Regions from separate parts of the Pan troglodytes genome. Here region 1 is linked to region 2. Evidence: chromatin contacts called from public HiChIP or PLAC-seq data. All regions are on one chromosome and are shown on one strand. Each heading gives the region's core, a stretch centred on a gene start, on an enhancer-like site or on the middle of the called end of the contact. The rest is flanking DNA. Distances are from core to core; before and after follow the strand shown. Region 1 holds the start of ZNF570 (zinc finger protein 570). Region 2 holds the start of ZNF567 (zinc finger protein 567).

Region 1 (6,783 bases), core at 446-2,945, 520 kb after region 2:
CAGCCTAGGTTTTGCACGAGCGGCCTCCCGCGAGCCCAGCTCTGAGAGATTGGGAGCGCAACTTGGTGCTGAGAAGAATCGAATCGTTCCGCTGCTTCCTGCGCCGAACTACATTTCCCAGAGGCCTTCGCGGCCCTACTTCCCCCGACCCCACCTGCAAAAAGGCACTTCCTTCTTACAGTCGGCTGGAGCTGCAGGTTCGCAAGGTCCGTGAAGGAAGCCCGGCTCAGTCTGTTTAGTTCCGTCTTTTTGGGTCTCTACCTGAGGCTAGAATACAGCGGGGTGAAGGTGGTGAGAGCTCCAGGGCCAGTGAAGGCCGGGTCAGCTGGAGCCTTAAGGTCCTGACAGCGGCTAAAAGAGGGAGGAGTGACGTAGTGTGACTGTATGTGTGAAACTTCGGCCATGGAATTTGGAGTGGGGTTTCCAGGGCGAGAGACCCTGTCCAGTGACATCTGAGGTCATGCGAATATGCGACCTTTTGTGTGACCATGGTCGCGTTTTATATTCTCGTGGCTGTTTGATTCTGACCTTGCAGTTTTGTCAGAGACAATGTGCATGTATTTGTTCTTTCTGGACTTCTCGATTGTGAGTGTGACAGTGTTATTGGATTTCATGACCCGGGATCGTGAGCGAAAAGTAGTGTGGCCAGACCGCCTAACTTCTAAACAGACTTGGCCTTACTAGCTGTGTCATCTCAGACTAGGTACTTAACTTCTCTATGCCTTTCATTTTGTTTTTTTTTGTTTTTGTTTTTGTTTTTGTTTTTTTTTGAGGCAGAGCCTCACTTTGTTGCCCATGCTGGAGAGTGCAGCGGCGCGATGTTGGCTCACTGCAGCCTCGAACTCCCGGGCTCAAGCGATTCTCTGCCTCGGCCTTCCGAGTAACTGGGACCACAATCAAGGGACACCCCGCCCGGCTGATTTTTGTTTGTTTGTTAGTAGAGATGAGGTCTCGCTATGTTGCCCAGGCTGCTCTCGAACTCCTGAGCTCAAGCGATCCTCCCGCCTGGGCCTCAAAAAGTGCTGGGATTACAGGCATGAGCCGCACGGGGCCGGTCTTAATACCTTTAATAAGGAGATAATAGGCCGGACGCGGTGGCTCACGCCTGTGATCCCAGCACTTTGGGTGGGCAAAGCGGACGGATCATTTGAGGTCACGAGGTTTTTGTTTGTTTGTTTTTTAAGACGGAGTCTTGCTCTGTCGCTCAGGCTGGAGTGCAGTGGCGCGATCTCGGCTCACTGCAACCTCCGCCTCCTTTCGCCTCCCAGGTTCAGGCAATTTTTCTGCCTCAGCCTCCTGAGTAGCTGGGACTTAAGGCGCGTGCCACCACGCCCGGCTAATTTTTTTGTATTTTTAGTAGAGACGGGGTTTCACCATGTTGGTCAGGCTGGTCTCGAACTCCTGACCTCGTGATCTGCCCACCTTGGCCTTCCAAAGTGCTGGGATTACAGGCGTGAGCCACCGTGCCAGGCTGACGGTAGCGGGTGGGAGACTGCCAGGAGTGTAGTGCGCTTGCGCAGTTTACCACCCTGCATCCCCCCCCACCCCGCTCCCCTCCCAACTTTTCTCGGGTATCCAGCACAATTCTAGGAATTCGCCTCCCACCCATTTTGAGTAGACGCGCCACTAGCGCGTTCCCACGCACAAACCTTTTCCCTGCGGCCAACCTGCGGTTCTCAACTCCCCGCCCTGGTTGCTAAGGGAGGCGCGCGGAGCGCTTGTGCCTGCGCACTTCCACACCAGCCCGTGTAGTGTGACGCTGGGCCCCGTCCCTATGACCGGGCCAGGCTCGGAGCTGCAGGGAATCCGGACTTTCGGGCTCTCTGGAAGGCCGGGGAGAGGCCAGTGTGGGAGGACCTGGTGGGGAGGAGGCCGTGTTACAAACCCTGCGCGGAGCTGCACCGCTGCTGCCAGACACTGCGACGCCGCGACCTTTTCTACTCCGGACTACGTTTCCCAGCGGACCCCGCGGGAGTTGGGCCGGCGGCCCCTTTGTGTCCTCCGGGGGCGGAGGCAGCTGAGGCGCTTCTTTCCGGGCCCGTAGGGGCTGGGTTCCATCCAACTAAGGGTAGCGGTGAGACCCGAGTGCAGATTCCCCAAGCCTTCGGGGCAGGAAGGGGATCTTCCACCAGTTCTGTTCTGCAGGTCGGGAGTGGGCTGAGGAGTGGCGTGTGGGTCTCCGGAAGCTCGTCCCAGGCCATCTGTGTGACTCCGGTGCGAGTGGAGGTTGGTACCGTTCAGTGCGAGGCTGTCACCCCGTGTGCCTGTCCACGTCCTGTGTGACTGGGTGCGAGGAAGTCAATGGCACCGTGGAATGTGAGGCTGTGAGTTGAGGCGGGAGCGGGCGACTGTTCGCTGCACCTTGTTGGGCCGATACCCGCGGCCTCTTTGTGACTGGGTTGTGAGATTGTCGCTTGTGATAGATACCCTGGTGTCTGAGCCTTGCCGGTATGGGAAAGGGTGCCCGTGTGAGGCAGTCCATACCCATGGCCTCTGACTGTGGCTTGGGTAAGACGGTGGTTGGCACTGTAGTTTTTCAGACTCTGATTATGTGGGGGATTGAGTGAGAGACTGTGTGCCACGGAGAGGCTTTTAAAGCCAGCCCAAGTCATATCAATGTGCCACCAAGTTTCAGAATCACTGATTTATTGGAGAGGAGGATTGTGGGGTCAGGTCCTCTTTTATTTGATCTTGGTGCTCTTATTTGTTAGTTCTGTGTCTTTATGTGAAAACTTACATTCCTCTGAGTCTGTATTTGTAAAGCCTAGAACATCTGTTGTTAACCTAAGGAATTGGGAAATGATTTAGGCATCAGTTAAATTGTATGCAAACAAATTCCTAGGTCTCCATTATGCTCTCTCTATTGGAGGGAAGGTTGCAAGAGGAGGAAAGAGAATCCTAAAAAGTCTAGACTGGTGATTCTGGATGCTGCAAGAAAAGTCTAGTTTCTCATGTTCTTTTCCCCATCTCAGTCATCTGAGGCCACTGCTATTTCCCAAGAGAAGAGCCAGGAGGAAGAAAGAATGGCTGTTGGGCTTCTTAAAGCCATGTACCAGGTGTGTTGGTGTTTTCTCGATTTCCTGAATACCTGTCTGCTTTTCAAAACAAGCAGGTACTAATTTTCCTTCTGCTGAAACGTTTCTGGGTAACCAGTCATGTCCCTTATCAACAGTCTTCATTGGATTCCCATCTTATTCAAGATAAACGCGTAAGTCCTTGTCTTGACCTGCAGGGCCCTGCATAATCTGGTCCCTGACTGTCCCTCTGACTTCATCTAATTTTTCTCATCCTGTCTTTAACTCAGTCACTCAGTTCCAGCAACACTAGCTTCCTTGTAATGTGGTGAGTACATTCTTATTTATTCTTTTTTTTTTTTTTTTTTTTTTTTTGAGACAGAGTCTCACTCTGTTGCCAGGCTGGAGTGCAGTGGCGCAATATGGCTCACGGCAACGTCCACCTCCTGGGTTCAAACGATTCTCCTGCCTCAGCCTCCTGAGTAGCTGGGACGATAGGTGTGCGCCATCACGCCCAGCTAATTTTTGTATTTTTAGTAGAGACGGGGTTTCACCATGTTGGCCAGGATGGTCTGAAACTCCAGACCTCAGGTGATCCACCTGCCTCGGCCTCCCAAAGTGCTGGGATTACAGGCGTGAGCTACCATGCCTGGCCAGTGAGTACATTTTTGTTGTTGTTGTTGTTGTTGAGACGGAGTCTTGCTCTGTCTCCAGGCTGGAGTACAGTGGCACGATCTAGGCTCACTGCAAGCTCCGCCTCCCAGGTTCACACCATTCTCCTGCCTCAGCCTCCCAAGTAGCTGGGACTACAGGCGCCCACCACCACGCCTGGCTAATTTTTTGTATTTTTAGTAGAGATGGGATTTCACCATGTTAGCCAGGATGGTCTTGATCTCCTGACCTCGTGATCCGCCCGCCTTGGCCTCCCAAAGTGCTGGGATTACAGGCTTGAGCCACCGCACCCGGCCACTGCACCCATGCATTCTTAATGCATGGCCTTGCACTTGCTATTCTCTCTGCCTGGGATACTGTTCCCTCAGATACGGATACAGACCAACTTCCTCACTCTAGTCTCTAACCAAACAACGTTCATTCATTCTAATTTTTAGTAAGCACCCATTACCACTGGGTGTCGCAGGTCTTAGTCCCTCATCCTGTTCTCTACATTTACTACCCTGGTGATCTCATCCTGTCTCATAGCCTCAAATACCATGTATATGCCAACAACTACCAAATTGTGTACAGCCCAGACCTCTCTCTTGAACTCTAGACTTGTATACCTGACTGCCTACATCTTCATTTGGTTGAATAAGAGATATGTCAAATGCAAACATCTTACAAATGGAGTGAAATGAGCCATTGGCGGTTTTGGAACATGAGTGACATGAACTGATTTTCATTTTGGTAGCATCACTCTGGTTGCTACTGAGAGTAAACTGAATGGGACAAGGATAGAATTAGGGAACTCAACTAGGAAACTCTTAACGTACTTCCCTGGCTCCATTGCTTAAGCTAAACATCTTCTATCAGGAAATTAGAGACTTCAAAATACATCCAAAATCAGACTACTATTTTTTTTTTTTTTTTTTTTTTGAGATGGAGTCTCACTCTGTCACCCAGGCTGGAGTGCAGTGGCACAATCTCAACTCTCTGCAACCTATGCCTCTCCCTGCTTCAAGCGATTCTCTTGACTCAGCCTCCTGAGTACAGGCACGTGCCACCATGCCCAGCTAATTTTTGTATTTTTAGTAGTGACAGGGTTTCACTATGTTGGCCAGGATGGTCTCTATCTCTTGACCTTGTGATCCGCCTGCCTCGGCCTACCAAAGGCTGGGATTACAGGCGTGAGCCATCGCACCTGGCCCAGAGTACTTTTTACTATCACCACTGCTTCCATTATGTTCTGAACCATCATCTCTCACCTGTGTTACTGTGGTACTCTCCTAACTTCTCTCTCTACCTCCACTCTTGTTCTTTTTAGTCTGTTCTCAATGGAGCAGCCAAAGTGATCTTGTTAATACATAAGTTGTATGATGTCATTATTTATAGGCGGGGGTGGGTGGAAATAATAGAAAGCATAGACAACTCTTTCAAAAAGTTTAGCTATAAGAGAAGGAGAGACCTGGGCACGGTGACTCACGCCTGTAATCCCAGCACTTTGGAGACCGAGGTGGGCGGATCACCTGAGGTCGGGAGTTCGAGACCAGTCAGACCAACATGCAGAAACCCCGTCTCTACTAAAAACACAAAAAATTAACCGGGCGTAGTTGCGCATGCCTGTAATCCCAGCTACTCAGGAGGCTGAGGCAGGAGAATCGCTTGAACCTGGGAGGTGGAGGTTGCGGTGAGCTGAGATGGTGCCATGGCACTCCAGCCTGGGCAACAAGAGTGAAACTTTGTCTCAAAAAAAAAAAAAAAAAAAAAAAGAAGGAAAGAAATGGGTGGTAACTGAAGGAGAAAGTCATAACTGACAAAGTTTCAGAAAGATGGATATATGTTGGCAGGCTGATGTTAAAGATTCAGTAGAAAGGGAAATTTGAAGATGAATAGAGAAAAAGGAATTGCTGGAACAATGTGCTTAAGTAGGTGAGAGGAGCTAAGTGTTTGGCCTTTTCTAGGGAAGTGGGTTGTTCAGTTACAGGAATAAGGGCATGTTAGGGTGTACAAGCACAGGTGCAGGTGGATGTGTAGATGTGGTGGGAGTTTGTGGGAATTATGTTTCAATGGGTTTTGTTTTCTCAGAGAAAAAGTAAGATTATCAGCTGAGAGTGAGCATGGGGAAGGAGATCTTGAAGGTGTGAGGCGAGAGGGGACAGTATCAAATGGTCATTTAGCAGAGTGAAGGGATGAATGGACTAGGGAAATGTATCATGCAGCATTTCCGCCCACTTGAGGTTAAGTGATCATGAATTTAAAGTGAGACTGCTTAGCATGGTTGGTATGATTTTCTCTAGCAGAGTTCAGCTATGCAGGATACAGGCACAGAGTAAGCAGAAAAATGGCTGTGGTTTAACCAAGTGAGTACAGTTAAGTGAGAGAGGGGCAGAGAAGACAGGGGCATATGCAGGGGGTGATTATAACAGGTGGTTGTGCTGGGAAGTGAGGGTACTCGGGGATGAGGAACAGTGAAAAAGTGGCAAAAAGTGGTAAGATCAGTGAATTGTACTTCTCCAGAATTTGATTTCTGGTGGAGTCAAGTAACTATCCAGTTTGGGGTATCATAGGGCAACAGTTGAGGTATAGGAGGTAGAAGTCAGAGTGGGATAATTGAGGTTATGAAGGGTTTGGTACTGACTGGTACTGACAAGGTCTGGGTTATGACCATGGGAATGAATGACTGTAGAAGCGTAGAGGATGAGACTATTCCAGGAGAGAGGGGTCAGAGAACTAAGAGGCGAGGTTGTGGGGAGTATTATTTATGTGGATATCGAAGTGACCAAAGAATGATAGGAATGGCATTGAAGAGAGTAACAGTGAGTCAGGTGCTGAAGAATTTAAGGACTGACAGAGAACTGGTGTCTATCAGAAATTAGTAGATATATATCACAAGGAGGGATTGTGATTGACATATCCTAATTTCATGAGGTTTAAAACTAGATGTCTTTTAGGGAGGAGGAAATGGTTTGGAAATAAGAGCAAAGAGGTGACCTGCCTCACCTTCAGGTGCTGTGGTACAAGGAATGTGGGGAATAAAACATTCATCAGTGACAGGGCATCAGGGGAAGTCGTTCTCTCAGCTGGAAGCCATGTTTCTTTAAGGGCAGAAAGA
Region 2 (6,546 bases), core at 1,823-4,322:
TGGTATTGGGGATACAACCACAGAATGCTTCTGGGACTTGCTGTGCCCATTGTGAGATAGACCTGAGCTAAAACTCCATTCATCACCTAACTGCCATAAGCCCCTACTCTGACTGGTAGATCACAGTGATGTTTTGGGTCTCCTGGAATTAAGGTCAGTTCAGAGCCAGTGTCTAATTTAAAACAATTTAATAAAAATGAAACAATAATTTATTGTGATAAAGAATGCAAAATGGCCATGAAAGAACATTTCAAAGAAAATATCTGTTACAAGGTAACTATCTGGGAAGATGGCTGATATTCTTTGATGGAAGTTAAATAGATAGGAAATCTACTAAAGCGTTAATTGATTTGTGTAAGTGGAAGACTTCTAGGTCAAGTGAACAAAAGCATAACTTGATTCATAAAGACAGAAAGTCAGTGTCCCTCAATGAATACCCAGACTTGAGCCAGTGAAGAGACCCAGAAGCCCTTGAACGAAGGGGAGGCCAGGTCCCCTTAAGGAAGAGCACCAGTATACTTCCAGAAATTTATACTGTTAATCTTTCTCCCAGTCTTCCAAAAGGGACCTATGGCTTTTATTAGAGTGACTGTGCAGAGACCAACACTGAGTCCCAACATGGCACCATTCTCTGGTGGCAGGTTGGTTACATCGGACTGCTTTTTTCTCACTGAAATAGACACTATGGATATGGATTTGCCTTCCTTATACAAAGTGCTGCCACCAAACTACCCTGAAAAGTAATCCCTGAAAGGTCTGATTATTTATTTTCCCCATTGTAACGTATCCATGGGTCCCAGATACCTGCATTCTCTTATGTAGTTACTACATTCATATAACTTTGCAATCTTTCATTCGGATTTTAATTCATGTCACATTCAAACACACCAAATCTCACATGATCTCCAACTCAATCATAATCCTTTAAAACATACACATCAACCTCAAAGCCACAACAGTCTAATCACGTACCCCTTCACTGTCATACAATTCATCTAGAGACTTGAGCATATTCGCAAACCACTTTCACATAGTCATCCCTCAGTGTCCCTCCAGGACCCCTCCCTACCAACATACACAGATGCTCAAGTCCCTTATATAAAATGCACACAGTATTTGCATATAATCTATGGAAATCCTCCCATATTCTTTAAACCCTCTCTAGATTACTTATAACACCTAATAACCATGTAAATACTATGTACATAGTTGTTATATTCTATTTTTTAGGGCATGATGACAAGAAAAAAAAGCCTGTACAAGTTCAGTACAGATGCAAACATCAACTTCTTTTCCCAGATATTTTCAACTGAAGGTTTGTTGAATCCACGATGCAAGACCCATGGATAGGGAGGGCCAGCTGTACGTCACATATTTCACTCTACTTTCTCTCTCACTGACAGTTTCAAGTGCAAACCATCTCACATACATGAATGAGAATCAGACACAAGCAGAATCACTTGTTCTCAAACAAGCACCATTTCCTCATATTACACTTGGTGATGGAGTTACTGGTCTCTCAGCAAGGTTAAAAATCCTTACCATGGATCTGTCCCTTCTGGCAGATAACATGTGCCAGCTTCCACTCCTCTAAGTCGGCTCTGGACTCTCACACACAAACATACACAGTCACCTCACACCGCTCCTATGCATACATCTAAGATTCAGGACGCCCTGGTCCAGAGATCTGTCATTCATCCATCTCAGACCTTCCTGGTCGCAACCAGCTTCTTCACTTCTCAGGGGCCGCCACAGTCACACTAGTCCTCTAATCATGGGTGGACCCAGCGCAAAAAGCCTCACACAGAATGTCACACGATCCCTGTGCACGTGGCTGCGCTCCTGCAAACGTGGCAATCACACGGGTCCAGGTGGCCTCTCACATTTAAGCCACATCACGTATCACCCCCACAGGGGCCACTGCGGGAGTGGCGGCGCTCGCCGCATGAACCTCACGCGGGCATATAGAACAGCCATTCTCAAAAAGCCTCAAAACCGTTTCACCACCCAGCGCGGTGGCTCACACCTGTCATCCAATACTTTGGCCACCGAGACGGGAGGATCGCTTGAGCCCAGGAGTTCGAGACCACCAGCCTGGGCAACATAGCGAGACCCTGTCTTTACCAAAAAAATAAAAATAAAATAAATCGTTTTGGCCTGACCCGGTGGCTCACGCCTGCAATCCCAGCACTTTGGGAGGTGGATGCGGGAGGAGCTGAGGAGGTGGAGACTGCAGTGAGCTAGGATCGCGCCACCGCACTCAGCCCGGGCAACAGGGCATGAAGACCCTGTCTCAAAAAGAAAAAAAAAAAAGTTGAGTGAAATATATGACGTACAGTTTTTTTTATTGTTGTTGTTGTTTGTTTTTTCTTGCCCGGGCAACAGGGCAAGAAGACTCTGTCTCTAAATAAATAAATAAATAAATTGAGTCAAATATATGACATACAGTTTTGTTTGTTTGTTTGAGAAGGAGTTGCTCTTGTTGCCCAGGCTGGAGTGCAATGGCGCGACCTCGGCTCACCGCAACCTCTGCCTCCCGGGTTCAAGCGATTCTCCTGCCTCAGCCTCCCGAGTAGCTGGGATTACAGGCATGCGCCATCACGCCCGGCTAATTTTGTATTTTTAGTAGAGACGGGGTTTCTCCATGTTGGTCAGGCTGGTCTCGGTGATCCGCCCGCCTTGGCGTGAGCCACCGCGCCCGGCCAAAAAAAAAATTTTTTTTAAATCGTTTCACATACAAATCTCACGCGCTACACCCTCACCGTCAGTTCATATCCACCTTCTCCTCCGGAGTCACCTTCGGACACGCACACAACAAAACACCTTTCTCACCACAACTCCACAAAGGGAAGCCGGGTTAGTCCGCGCCCGCCGAAAATTATCTTCAGCCACAGCCGGCGGAGGCCGCCTTGAGGGGTTCGGGACAGCCTCTGTGCCTATTCCGAAATCCGTCCTCAGCGGAACCCGAAGTCCAGAATCCGAAAACGAACATTAACAGGTTGGCGTCACTCCAGCCTCGGGTGAAACTGCGCAAGTGCACCCCGGAGCCCGGCGGAACACACCCGCTCCAGCCCAGGCGCTCTCCCCTCGGACTGCATTTCCCAGAGGACACTGCTGTCCACAGCTACTTCCGGTAGGAGCCTCGCAGGAATGGTCTCCGGGTAGAGGCAGGTAAGGATGTCCCGGGCCGGTGGAGAAGGCAGAGCTGGGCGTGTGGCTTCGCTTGGAATCCGAATCAGAGCTTGGACCAGAGCCTTCCCTGAGGATGCTGAAGGTAAGAAATCCTGGCTCACCAGTGCCGCGGAAGGGGAATGTCTATAGTTTAGGCCTCTGAGTGCGGGATCAGCCCTTAGGTGGGTGTGTTTTGAATGCGTGAGGAAGTAGGGTTTATCTTTGGGCTGTGTGTTACTGTTGGGACAGCGACCTGGTGCGTGGGTGTGCTTTAGTGACAGTGTGATTGTGTGCCTGATCATTTGTGTAAATGGGGTTTGTAGGTGACTGTGACCATGATTGTGAATGGCTATTTGTGTAAATCTCATTTATTTACGTGAAAGAAAAAGCACATTTACAGGCCGGGAGCGGTGGCTCACCCCTGTAATCCCAGCACTTTGGGAGCCCGAAGCGGGTGGATGCCCTGATATCGGGAGTTCGATACCAGCCTGGCCAACGTGGAGAAACCCCACCTCTACTAAAAATACAAAATTAGCCGGGTGTGGTGGTGCATGTCTGTAATTCCAGCTCCTTGGGAGGCTGAGTGAGGCAGGAGAATCGCTTGAACCCGGGAGGCGGAGGTTGCTGTGAGCCGAGATCGCGCCATTGCACTCCAGCCTGGGCAACAAGAGTGAAATGAAACTGTCTCAAAAAAAAAATTCACGTTATCCTCAGGCTCACACGATCAGGCAGAGAGCTTCCACTCCTCTCAGTCAACTCTGGTCTCTCATACACAGACACACGCACATTCACCTCACCCCGCTCCTGTGCACACATCTAAGGCTCAGGACGCCCCACTCCAGAGATCTGTCATTCATCCATCTCTCATCCTCCTGACTACTTGAGGAGTTAGCTGTAGATTTACACACAAAACACAAGCGAAAATCACATTGCTACCCCGCATTTATCATTACAGCCTCAGAAAAACACCACATATGTAGTATGCTTATGTACCTATGTGTTTGATTTTTTTTTCCTGAGATTTGGCCACAATACACATTGTTCTGCAACTTCCTTTTTTTTTTTTTTTTTTTTTTTTTTTTTTTTTTGGGACGGAGTTTCTCTCTTTCACCGTGGCTGGAGTGCGGTGGCGCGATCTCGGCTCACTGCAACCTCCGCCTTCGGGTTTCAAGCAGTTCTCCTGCCTCAGCCTCACGAGTAGCTGGGATTACAGGCATCCGCCACCACACCCAGCTAATTTTTGTATTTTTAGTAGAGACGGGATTTCACCATGTTGGCCAGGCTGGTCTTGAGCCCCTGACCTCGTGATCCGCCCGCATCTGCTTCCCAAAGTGTTGGGATTACAGGCGTGAGCCACCGTGCCCGGCCTCTGCAACTTCTTACTAAAAGATATTTATGTCCTTTTGTCTGTATTCAAAGACAAACTTAAGAATATTTTTCAGGATGTTTGCAGGTATGATTCTTCTTTAATTCTTACAGCACTGTACTTCAAACTAAAGACTCAAGAATTTATTTTGGTCTGCAAATTTTTGTTCTATTTATTTTTTCTCTTCCATCTGTGTTGTTTCAGCCTCTATTTTTGAAATTTCTGTTACACATACATTGGGTCTTTTGGGTCTGTTTTCTGTTTCCCTAATCTTTTCTCATAATGTTCATTACCTTTTCTTTTTCCTCTTAATTCAGTGAAAATCTACCCAGTGCAGTTCTCAGCACCCTGATCCTGGCTTCGATTTCATCATAGTATTGGGACAATGGGCTGGCCTAACTATCCCTTCTGCTGAAGAGCGTGATCCTTGCTTTTCTTGAGTCTATCCTGCTGTAGCTGAGTTTCCTCATGGTTTTGAGTAAAGCTAGGATTTGTCCAAATTCCCACTAATAATTTATGTATGTATGTATCAGGTCTGGGAATAGGAGATATGAAGGGGGAAGAAAAATGTCATTCTGAATTAACATTTTGGGAGCTTAGAGGCAATAATCTCCTGTCTTTTTTTTAACTCCCCTCTCTCCCAGCAACACCTTCTTTGGATTGAGTTTCTTCCAGAGGGAACGAAGAAGAGGATTAAATAATACATTCAATTCTAAAATAAGACATGGCCCATGTAAGTTGGTTTTTTCTTGCTCCTAATTACAATACTTGATTTTTTGTTTGTTCGTTTTTGTTTTTTTTGTATAGGGCATGTGACTATTTGCTTTTTTTTTTTTTTTTGAGACATAGCCTCGCTGTCTCCCAGGTGGGAAGGTTAGAGTGCAGTGGTGCGAACTTGGCTCACTGCAGCCTCCACCTCCCAGGTTCAGGCGATTCTCCCACTTCAGCCTCCCAAGTAGCTGGGACAACAGGCACGTGCCACCACACCCAGCTAATTTTTGTACTCTAAGTAGATACGGGGTTTTGCCAAGTTGGCCAGGCTGGTCTCAAACTCCTGGCCTCAAATGATCTGCCCATCTGAGCTTCCCGAAGTGCTGGGATTACAGGCGTGAGCCCCTGTGCCTGGCCTGCATTATTTATTCTGACATCGTTTCTTACCTGGGAATTATACAATAACTTACTAGTGAGTAAGTGACGGTGCCAGAATTTCAGGGCCTTCATTTTTGCTCCTCTCCTCTCCAACTCATGTTCATATACTTGTTGAATAAATGATTCTTCATCTTCCTTACGTGAAATCTTTTAACAGACACAAGGAGAGAACACAAATAATATTCTTTTGAAGAAAATATTAGTGTTTCTCTTGTCAGAACTTTGATTTGATGAGGTGATTAATGAATATTTATTGAGTACCTACGATGCGACAGGCATTCTTCTAGGTAACGGAATAAATCAGTGGGGAAAAAAATATCACATACATACATATCTTCCCTTCTGAAGCTTAACTGGTAGTGAGAGACAGAAAATAACTTGTGTATAGTAAGACTTCCCAGATATATGCAGAGAGAGTGAGCAAGACAGAATTAACAAAATAATCACATGATAAAAGCCAGGCACGGTGACTCACGCCAGTAATTCTAGCACTTTGAGAGGCTGAGGTGGGAGAATCGCTGGAGTCTGGGAGTTCCAGACCAGTCTAGGCAACATAATAAAACTCCATCTCTACAAAAAAAATTTTTGTGTTAATCAGCTGCTTGTGGTTGTGTGCACCTGTAGTCCTAGCTACTCGAGAGGCTGAGGCTGAAGTGGGAGGATCACTTTATCCCAGGAGTTTGCGGCTGCAGTGAGCTATGATCACACCACTGCACTCCAGCCTGGGTGACAAGGCAAGACTCTGTCTCAAAAAAAAAAAAAAAAAAAAATTACATAATAAAGTTAAGACCAGAGAGCAAACATATATACCTTATTAACATATGCAAATTGGGTTTAACTCATCTATTAAAAGACCTTTC

The links. HiChIP or PLAC-seq counts read pairs in DNA pulled down with a chosen protein or histone mark.
Region 1: an H3K4me3 HiChIP or PLAC-seq map of stem cell-derived excitatory neurons shows a contact between it and region 2, with 6 times the contacts expected there. The contact joins the promoter of ZNF570 here to the promoter of ZNF567 in region 2. A contact is called at or near these places in 1 of 7 Hi-C or Micro-C datasets (stem cell-derived neural progenitor cells) and 1 of 1 datasets of contacts at active chromatin or transcription factors (stem cell-derived excitatory neurons).

Annotation. Positions count from the first base shown.
Region 1 is chr20:40,530,019-40,536,801 of NHGRI_mPanTro3-v2.0_pri, forward strand. It overlaps ZNF570 (zinc finger protein 570), which reads left to right and starts at 1,696. Exons shown (of 4, transcript XM_016935814.4): 1 at 1,696-2,226. It overlaps ZNF569 (zinc finger protein 569), which reads right to left and starts at 1,736. Exons shown (of 6, transcript XM_063801609.1): 1 at 1,650-1,736.
Region 2 is chr20:40,005,071-40,011,616 of NHGRI_mPanTro3-v2.0_pri, forward strand. It overlaps ZNF567 (zinc finger protein 567), which reads right to left and starts at 3,073. Exons shown (of 5, transcript XM_063801553.1): 1 at 2,763-3,073. It overlaps ZNF461 (zinc finger protein 461), which reads left to right and starts at 3,125. Exons shown (of 7, transcript XM_001164894.7): 1 at 3,125-3,274; 2 at 5,182-5,270. The coding sequence starts at 5,262.